Linked DNA regions of Sus scrofa: region 1 is linked to region 2. The links are chromatin contacts, called in public HiChIP or PLAC-seq maps. All regions are on one chromosome and are shown on one strand. Each heading gives the region's core, a stretch centred on a gene start, on an enhancer-like site or on the middle of the called end of the contact. The rest is flanking DNA. Distances are from core to core; before and after follow the strand shown.

Region 1 (5,337 bases), core at 670-3,169, 87 kb after region 2:
ACAGCTGAATTGTCAAGTTTTACTGTTTGCCTTATTTCTGTTCAGTACCATGTTGACGTGAGATGGTTTATTTACCTCCCAGTTTGTAAGGAAGATGGGCCAAAATGCATAGGATTCTTGCTTGGCATCATCACGTGTTAGAAATTGGAAGCATTCAACATGACTGGCCTTAAGAATTAGAGTTTTGAAAGTGTGCATAGTTGTCACATATCTATTTAACAAAATGCATTAGTAGTATAGTTTAATGTTAAATAGACTTGAATTCTAGAGCTGTCCTGACTGAAACATATTCATTACTTAGAAAAAGAAGGGGCAAAATTGAGGAACCCAACATTGTGTGGCCCCTTTAACAAGCAGGTTAAGTAATTGTGGAGTTAAGTAACTGTAGCTGGGTCCAACCTGCCTGCTCTTTTTATTTACCTGCATAGTTGCCATTTCTGGTTCTCTTCTTTCCTTCCTTTAGATCCAAACGTCTTTCTGGCGTCAATTTCCTCTTGATTTTGCCTGTAGAAGTTCAAAATTTCTAATTTCTGCTGGTATTGGATGAATCTTTTAGCTTTTTTAGATCTGACAAGGTCTTTATTTCACCCTCATTTAAAAAATCCTTTTATTAGGATTGTAGAATCATGTTCAGAAGTAAGAAAGTCCTGTTTTCTTTTGGAAGATATTTTTGCTGGGTATAGAATTCTAGGTTAATAGCCCCTCTTCCTCTGCTCCCCTGTGGTGTTTGTTAAAGCTACTGCTGCACTGTCTCCTGGTTTGCAGTGTGTCTGGCAAGAAGTCTCCTTCTAAAGATGTTTAAAAATCTATCATATAATGTGCTTTGATATTGGGGTTCATAGAGCTTCAGTTTTGGAAAAATTGGAACTGTTATTTCTGCAGAACTTTTTTATGTGTGTTCCTCTTCTCCTCTAGGGATTTCAGCTGCTTAAAGTTGTCCCATTGATGCCCTGTTCATTTTATTCCAGTCTTTTTTCTCAACATTTCATCTTAGATAGTTTCTATCTAAAATCTGCAGACATGTATTTTTTACCTTAGACATTGTTTTCTTTAGTCTCTCTTGAGAAGTTAGATTTTTGTCTTGTTACAATCTTCCATTCTTCTCATAATCGAGATTAGCCTTTGCTCTACCTGCTTGAGCATACGCAATGGAATAGATGTTTTTAGTGTCTTTGTTGACTACTCTGTAATCTGTTTCACTTACAGATCAGTTTGGATAGATTGATGTCCTTCTCCTCCGAATTTTCCTGCTGTTTTGCTTGCTCAGTAATTTCTTACTGGATGCCAGACAATGTAAATTTTCTTTTGTTAGGTTCTGGATATGTTTGTATTTCTCTTCGTATTCTTAAGCGTCACTCTAGGTATGATTCAGTTACTGGGAAACTTTGAACCGTTAAGCTTTGGTAGGTAGAGAGCAGTGTTTGGTGCAGGGGTAAGCTTGTCCAGCTACTGACCGGTATAAGTCCTTTACTCTTGCCCTCTGCGATCCGTGTACCATTTTGGCGAGGCACAATTCCCAGGCCAGTGTTCCCTCTAAGCCTTTGGTATTAGTACTCTTCACACATGGGTTTGCTGATTCCCAGGGAGCACTTGAGGACGGTGCTTCCAGAGATTTCTGTGTGGCTCTTGCCTCCAGGACTCTGCCCTACACATTTCTTTCAATACACAGGCCACCCCAGACTCCTTCTCCTGAACTCCAGGATTCCTCTGGATTCTTCTCGAATTTCCTCTCTGTGTGCTCTGGCCTGGAAATCCTCTCGAGGCGGTCATCTGGGCACACAGATGCCCAGTGCTTTGTGGTAGGATGTCCATTGTCTTGTGTGGCTTTTTAGTTCTTTCGGGCAGGAGGTGAGTCCTTGTTTCTCTGTCTTCGCTAGAAGCAAACGTTTCTGCCTGTTCTTTGAATGTTGACTGAGAGAGAGTGAGAGAGAAATGCAACACAGGAAATGTAACTACCACGTTTGCCCTTTATCTTAGTCACAGTCATAACTTTACATTTAATTAGTCATCAGAAAAGAAAAAGTGAATTGCGTAAGCAGGCCCTGATGCAATGAAAAAGAAAAATTTCAAAATAAAGAAACAGTTGGCTTATAAAGAGAAAATCTCACTCCACCAGAGAGCCTGTGACTAGTAGAAATCCATCCTTTGAAGCTTTAGAACCTCTGTCTCTAAAAGGGGGAAGAACTGCCCCTTGTTCTAACATACTGTGCTAATAGATCTTACTTCAATCCTTATGAAACAACTTGGAACATTTTATGACCCCAGTTTTAGAGCACATTTCCTATCAATAGCCAAGTCTCGATTTGAACCTGAGTCTTCGTGTCTGTGACGCTTGGAACTCGCCCACAACGTCACGTCACTTTCCGTCAGGAGTTTTGCATGTAGATCTTACTATTTTCAGGTACTTTCTAGCCAACAAATTCCAGAAGGTGCTCCTTTGTGCCAACAGTATCTGGCCTGGCAAGCGGGACTGTGTTGGGTCAGTGCCACGCCCTCAGCACCTTCGTGCAGGGGACACCTCTGCAGCCCCTTGGATTATAATGTTCTCTGCCAGTGCTTGTGTTCCTTCTTGAAATGCAATAAATGGGAACATTTTCTTCATTGGAAACTAAGCAGTAAGTAGAACACCGGCAAAACTGGTTTGTTTTGAGCAAAACACATTTACTTTTGAAATCATGTCTGGTGTCTTCCAGTATTAGAGGTTAGAGGTCATGCCTTCCCTGCTCACGGGCACGTGGGAGAGTCAGCCTGGATGTGAGAACTTTGGGGACCTAACGGTTCATTTCAGGGGACTGGGATGAGTTTGTGGGTTTACTGGATTGTTCCTACCTCCCTCCGGATGCCTGCTCTTCACTCTGCACCCAGGTGGTGGGTTTGAGGAGCAGGAGGAAGAGGGTTGGCTCCTGAGGTGCTCACTCAGGGCTCTGCTCCACCTTGCCTGCTGTTCAGGTTGGGGAGAAGAGTTGGCATCTGTTGCTTCTCTGTATCCTAACCCTCATCTTACCTGTTTTCCCAGAAGAGATGGCCATCAGGGGGGATCTGAAAGGCAGGTGGCCCTAGTCGGGGTGCAGACCGCGGCGAGAGTGTTTCCCACTGTGCCGAGGTTCTCACGGGCTGAGGTGCATGGGAGGTCTGTCCGCTCACTCATGGTCATGGTGAGACACACAGTCTCCTGGGCGGCTGTTCAGACCTCTCAGATCCCTCTCAGGAGTACTCTGCCCTTGGTAACCCAGCACGTTGGCCTTGGTTCAGGAGAGGCCTCGTCCCTGCTGTCCCCCATGGTGACAGATCCTGGCTGTGCTGTCTCCAGAACGGTGGAAGCTGCTCTAATTAATCAGCATAATGTCTGGCTGGCTTTGCACTTGACATCACTTGTGGAGGGTCTGTGGGGTTTCCCCGTTTCCCCCTTCCTGTCTTGGAACTTTAACTCCCTGGCAGATTGTTACCTGTGTGGTGTGATTTGGGGGTTTCAGAACCGTTTCTAGCATTGCTTTGGTTCACAAGAAGCAGACCCCTTTTCTCATTAACGGAGCATCCTTTGGAGCCATCTGTGTCTTCCTTCTCACATGTGAGGCCTCTTGATTCTGCACGTGGACAGTGTCCAGAGCTACTGAGCAACCCCCTGAGTGGAGGCTAAAGGAGCAGCCGGTCCTGGATCAGAGGAATTAAGGCTGGTGGTGTTTTGGGGGTGGCATAGGGCATGGTTGTTGGAGGAGGTGGAGGGTCATGTTTAAAAGAATATGGAACTGGGTAGGAGGAATTGAGGTGCCTTGATGATGGACCAAAATTGGGGTTTCCTTTATGGAATGTGCATAGATTTGTTTGGCTTAAATGGCAGGATAGACGGCAGGTTCCCTTTGGGATGTTCTGTGTTTCTCGCTTTAGCAAAGACAAACTGTTCCACTCACGCTGGCATAAGCAGGGCTGAGGGCTCCTCTCTGTGCTTGACTTCACCCTGGGCCGAGCCCCTGCGTGCTGTCCTGGGTCGGATGCCTGTGATGCAGGACTGGAGGATGGTTGTCGCTTCTCAGCCCCAGTCCTGCTGACTCTCGCTGGCCTGGTGTCAAGGTCATGGTCAGGAGGCCGGGAAGTCGGGTGTGGAGGGCAGTGCTCCAGGGCTCCTGGCACCTGTGCTTACACGCCTCATCCCCATCCCTGCCCTTGCCCACGCCATGTCCAGGTCCCTGTCGGCTTTGTCAAGGCACATCCCTCCTTAGAGAGCCTTCCTGCTGCTTCTCTCCCTTTCCCCTTCTCCTTCTAGGCCCTGTGGCCCTGGCACTTGGCTTAGCCTCTGGACCTCAGCTCTGGCCTGGCATTGTTCAGTAGGTGCTCCCCTGCCGCCCCCAGGACAGGCTGCAGGAGGTCTGGGCTCTCACATGTTCTCTGAGGCCATTGTTCCTGGCACAGGTGGCACCTTCCACAGCCTCCTAGAGAGATGCTGGGGCCCTAGGTAGCACACAGGCATATGTAAACTATTGTGCATCCATGCCTGATGGCCTCCTGATCTTAAGACAGGTGACACCCGGGGTGGGGGCTTATCTCTAAGTGATACTGTGAGTGAGATGGTTTAAGGTGTGGCGTGTTTTTTCTGCCACAGCCTTATAACTGGGCCTTGGATTAAAAATCAGGAGAAGGAAAATTTTAAGATTCTAGAATCATGTGGGCGGGTACTTCCTCTCCTTGGAGAGCTTTACCCAACTTTTCTTTAACTCCCCGTGGGGAAGACAGTCTTCCAAGAGTTCCACCTTTGCAGGGCAGCTATGAGACATGCTTCATGTAGTAGTCCATTTAATTCTCACAGCAGACCCCATGGGATAGGTCTTTGCTCATCATTTCCGTTTGATAGGCAGGGAAACTGAGTCACAGATGGGGCTGTGCCCAAGAGAGAAAGCGCCCAGATTATTTCAGGATTCAGTAAATGGTTTCCACCCACCTCGAGTAACCCGGTGAGGGGCCACGGTGGATACTGATGGCCGAGAGAGGTGGAAGGCTTGCGTTTTCAAAACTTAAGAGAGAGACCTGAGGATGCCAGGGGCTGGGCAGAGTCATGCCCGTCTAGTGGTCAGGAGTGGGGCCCGTGGGGACGCAGTGTCCAGGAGGGCTGATTTCTCCGTCAGAAGTGGAGTTGTTGGCCAGGTATCGGGCGAATCTAAGAGATGATCGATGAAGCCTCGTTTTGTGCTGCGGAGAGAAGAAGCAGAGAAGCAAATCGTTTCGCATGCGGTGTGTTAAGTGCCGTGGAACATGTGACATCTGTGAGACGCGGGGCGGGAGTGGGGGGTTTGTGGTCCAGGGAAGTTGGGAGACCTACAGGATGGTGACACAAGCACTTTGTTT
Region 2 (4,891 bases), core at 2,244-4,743:
GGAGAGGAGCAGGGGAAATCTAACTGCCCTAAAGGGTGGTCCTTTAACTTGCTCTGAAGAACAGCCATAGACTATGTAAATTTGATGTGATAATCAAGCTTTTTGGCGCCCCCTCCCCAATCATCTGCATTTGATTTCAGGGAAGTTCAGCCCATGGCACTTGCCTTATTTGAACTGGGGCTGAGCGCTGAGTGTATCTGTGGAAATCCAAGTGGTAATTTCAAGTGGACACAGCCGTATTGTTGGAGCCTGGTTAGTTTGAGCTTCCCAGGTTCCTCCATCCTCACGGTCTGTTTCAAATATTACAGCCCCCTTCCCCCCCATTTGATCACCCCACCCCATTTGGAGTTCCTGGGCCAGGATCGGATCCGAGTCACAGTTGTGACGTAAGCTAAAGCTGTGGCAACGCCAGATTCTTAACCCACTAGGCTGGGGTTCGAACTGGCATTGCAGCGTTCCCACGATGCTGCCAATTCTGTTGCACCATAGTGGGAACTCCAAATATGATAGCTTTGTTGTCATCCTGTTTTCAGCGAGGTTCACCTTTGATGCTGTGCGTGGACTGGTATAAGAAGAGCGCAGACGGGGAGAAACTTAGACATTGCGGCTTGGGGAGGCTTGTGAAGAGAATGGCAGGTTTATTGATGTGCTCATTTCCACCGCAACCCCGGTGACTTTTTATTTCATGAACACGAAGGTCAGTCTTGCTCATGTACCAGTGGTCCAAGAGAGGCTAACCCTGTTGTGTTTCCACAGGACCGATTAAGAAGGAAAGAGGAAAACCTTGCATTTACTGCGGCAGCTCGTAGGATGTGTGGGCGAAAGTAGGAAAAAAAGAACTTGGTCCACTAATTTAAAGGGGATTGATTGGGGGGGGGGTGCGGCAAATCCTGTCATGCAAGTGAGAGGTGAGATGTTGACTGTTCTTGATCACCAGCCTACGTAACTGTGATGTGGAGGCTGCTTTGAAACCGCCTGTCCTTTCACTCATCTGGTCTTCATTACCGCTCCTCGAGAGGATGGCCCTGTGTACAGCGAATGACATAAAATGTTTCCTCCTTATCTAATCAGGCGTCTTTCCTGAGCAGCTAGATGAGATGTTATTTGGGATGGATAATATAGGAAATAATTACTCACTATTTTTCATTTGTGGAAGTAACCATATGGCCTCTAACGTACAGAAGCTGCTGGGGGAGATAAAATGAGTGAGGAACAGTCTGCTGCATCTTTAGCCACCAGCACACAAGACTGTGGTGGTCTGCTTTTTAAAAAAAACCTGCATCTGAAGTATGATCTCCACTTGTATGGGGTTGGTGTATTTGTCCATTTTGTTTGTGGAGCTGTATGCAAGTGTAACACGTGAATGCGGGGGAGGGGAGGCCGTGTATCGTAATGAAAACAGGCTCTCAGGAATCTCTGTCTTGGTTGTTGGACGAGGCAATATGATGGGCACTGGTTTGCCTGTTGGGAGCAAATTGAAAATGCCAGAAAACGTCACAAGATGATTTTGAGAAGAAAATAGGTGTCCTCCGACGTTTGAGTTTGGTTTCTGAATGTTGCTGCCTATGGACGATCTGAGCCTGTGCCAGTTCATACTGCATTGCATTTTAAGATCATCGATAAAAGCAGACACCGTGCTGTAAAGGATAAAGGGCAGGGCCATGTTTTACCTCAAGAAAAAAGAAACCGTAAAGCCGATTCTTAGTAGTTATTTCTGCGTTGTCTGCTCTGTGTGTTAACTGAGGCTGACGGTACCCACTGTGAGTATTCAGAGTATTAGAGGTAACTGCCCTTTTGTTACCTCAGAAATGCACACTTAGCCGAGGATTAAGTGTTACAGCAGTGCACCTCAAACGATGTTTGACAAAGAAATTTATAACAAGTGTGAAAATCTCTTTGGGTCACAAGACAGTTGGCTGTAGCTTTTTATGATTACTTCTGCTTTCTTTCTACGTTCAAGTGTTGGTGGCAGTGAAACCAAACTGTTGAGAACCAAAGATGCTGAGCACCAGGAGACTTAACTATTTCGTAACTTGTCAGTAGAAGACACATTTCTTCAGCATCTCATGAATACTCCTTGTCTTGACAGATTAATTGCTGGGTTCTTCTCTGAGCCAATGGCTAGGCACAGTCACAACAGCCAAAATACTGTCCTTGGAGAGAGCCGTCAGTTAGTAATAACAGAGCAGGAGGTAGAACTCTTAATTTTATAATTGGAAAACAATTACATTGGTATCCAGGGATTGATGGGAGGATGAGAAATCTTCAGAGGGGCTTGATTGGTAGGATGAAAAACATGTAAATGTAATTTCACACCTACCAAGAAGCCTATGGAATAATATGATGACCCCTTGTGGGACTTCAGTGTGCAGGGGACAGTAAGAACAAGGGGAGGAGGTGCAGGGAGCCTGTGGCTGTGATCTTAGCTTGGTTGACGATCAGGATAGTCAAGAATGAGAGCTGTGTTCGCTACTCTGTGGACAAATTTAATATTGCTTTGCAGTGGCCTGCCTTTTATCCCTCAGCCTGTGTCCCGGGGCCCAGGAAGATCCAGAGAGATGCTGAGCTGTGTGCGGTAACATCCTTCCCTGAGTCCTTCCCCTTCCTGCAGCCTGTGAGCTGTTAAATAAGTGCCCCTCCCTTGTGGGGTTTGCATGAGTTTGAGTTCACGAGAAATACTTAGAATAGTACCTGGCATATGTTGCACGTGTTCAAGGACTGTTTCTAAACCCAGATCCTGCGCAGTATTTTCAGGCAGCAGTCAGGAAGCCTCTGCATCAAGCCACAGGCTGAACCAGACTTTCTTCTCTCTGTCACTTAGCTAAAAAGATAGCTTTGTTCGAGGTGTCTGTCACATTGGGGGTTGGTGGCAGGGGAGACTTCAGGATAGAGAGGATAGATGATTTCTTGGCTATGTCCAATTTGTGTCTTCCATTCAAACAAAATACCCCCCCACCCAACCCCCCGCCAAATTCCAGAATATCAGACATAACCATAATATAAACATAGTGGCATACTCTCAAACCAAAGGGAAAAATTCCAAGCTGTTCTGAATTATCTGCTTCACTTGAGATTGGACTGTGCGATTTGGTCGTAGCAGGCTCATTCTAGAAATGCAGTTCGGTTCAGTGCGAAGGTGTAGCAGGCACCAGGACTGTAGGTTGCTTTTACCCACAGCCTGGTGGTTGTAGGTTTTCCAGCAGATTCATTCTGACTTTTTCCTTTTCTGCTCTTCTGGGCTGTGGTTAGGAGCCCTCTTAGATATGAGTGGGTGGTGGGCTTTTTGCCTGCCAAGCAGGCAGGCAGGCATAGCCTGGATTTCCAAATGCATTTCCCCTGCTTGGCTTTCTGCATCCCTTAAGCATATCTGAATTGCGTAGGAGTAGCTACTTTGTGTTCTTTGCTTTGCCTTTCTTTCACAGAGGATTTGAGCTGGGGTGTGCGTGCGTGTGTGCGTGTGAGTGAATGACTCAGTGTAGCCTGGCTTGGGTGTGCTGCAGCACCAGCTCATTCCTGTCCTCCCAGCTCTGCAGCTGACATACGTAGGCCTGAGGCGCCTCTCTCCTACCCCCAGAGACTCAAAGCAAGGGAGGCTTTCCCAGCACCTCGCCTTTGTGCCTTTCTTCAGCAAGCAAAGTTAATTTAAATGTGAAGGTAGTCTAGCGCGCCCCCCCCCCCGCCCCTGTGAGCATTTGAAGCCCCCCGCCCCTGTGAGCATTTGAAGCATGCCTGGTCTGTATTGGTATGCGCCATTGGTGTGACTACACACTGAATTTCTAAGACTTAGTAATATGGAAATAAGGCTATCTCACTTGATTTTTGTATTGATAGCACGTTTAAACGATACCATTTTAGACATATTTATGTTAAATAAAACGTTAAAAAGATCTTACCTGTTTTAACAATTTTAATGTGGCTATTTGATAACTTAAAAAGACCCTGTGGCTTGTTCTGTTTCTGTTGGACAGCGCCGGTCTGTGGTGTTCGAGGACCTTGGGGATGCACCGGTGTCGTTATGCCCTGAGTAAAGGGAACATATATTGAGGTATAGTTCGCATGCAGTAAGGTTCATCTATGTTAGTTAGGTATTCAGGTCCGTGAGGTTTGATAAATGCATAGAGTCATGTAACCCAAGTCAGGTGCCCCTTTGTCTCTTGAACCACTGAGTTCTTTTCTGGCTTTTCTTTGCCTTTTCTGGAATGTGTTAAGTGGAATCGCACAGCATTTCGTCTTTAAGCAAAGTGTAGTGCATGTCTTCGCGATTCCTCCGTGTTGTTTGTAGTACACGTTCGTTTCTTTTTATTCTGTTGTTTGGCTCTTACCACAGTTTGTCCATTCATGTATGGACATTTGATTTCCAGTTTTTGGTGATTGTGAGCTGAGAGCCGCTATCTTTCTGTGTGTCTGTGTTGAGGTTTTTGTGAAGTTGTAGCTAAGGCATTCATGGTTAGTGTATGCTTAACTTTGTACGAAAATGATAGTCTAGTCCAAAGTGGCCGCCTTCTTTTTTTGCATTCTACGAGCAGTGTATGAAGGTTAATTTTTGCTCTGGAGGATTCATTTGTGTTTGGTGTTGTCAGCTTTTAATTTCCAGCCATTTTAATAGGTATGTAGTAGACTCTCACTGTGGTTTTAATTTGCATTTCCCTAGTGACTGGTAGATGTTGAACATCTTTTTATATGTATTTGCCCGTCGAAAATGGGTTTTTTTAGGAGTTCGCGTTGTGGCGCGGTGGAAATGAAATCTGACTAGGAGCCATGAGGTTGCGGTTCGATCCCTGGCCTCGCTCAGTGGGTTAAGGATCTGGCAATGCTGTGAGTTGTGCTGTAGGTCTCAGACATGGCTTGGATCTGGTGTTACTGTGGCTGTGCTGTAGGCCAGTGGCTGTTA

What was found. HiChIP or PLAC-seq counts read pairs in DNA pulled down with a chosen protein or histone mark.
Region 1: a contact with region 2 is called in an H3K27ac HiChIP or PLAC-seq map of alveolar macrophages. The contact joins two enhancer-like sites. A contact is called at or near these places in 2 of 47 Hi-C or Micro-C datasets (alveolar macrophages and liver) and 1 of 2 datasets of contacts at active chromatin or transcription factors (alveolar macrophages).

What each region holds. Positions count from the first base shown.
Region 1 is chr7:11,515,557-11,520,893 of Sscrofa11.1, forward strand. The region is part of intron 4 of JARID2 (protein Jumonji); the gene reads left to right. Among named protein-coding and RNA genes, the nearest start is that of JARID2, 160 kb to the left of the region's middle. Within about 2 kb of position 1,920, at least 12 of the 83 cell types and tissues checked have an H3K27ac peak or open chromatin away from gene starts, as enhancers often do. A contact at or near this core is called in alveolar macrophages, where this site is marked.
Region 2 is chr7:11,427,193-11,432,083 of Sscrofa11.1, forward strand. The region is part of intron 2 of JARID2 (protein Jumonji); the gene reads left to right. Among named protein-coding and RNA genes, the nearest start is that of JARID2, 71 kb to the left of the region's middle. Within about 2 kb of position 3,494, at least 12 of the 83 cell types and tissues checked have an H3K27ac peak or open chromatin away from gene starts, as enhancers often do. A contact at or near this core is called in alveolar macrophages, where this site is marked.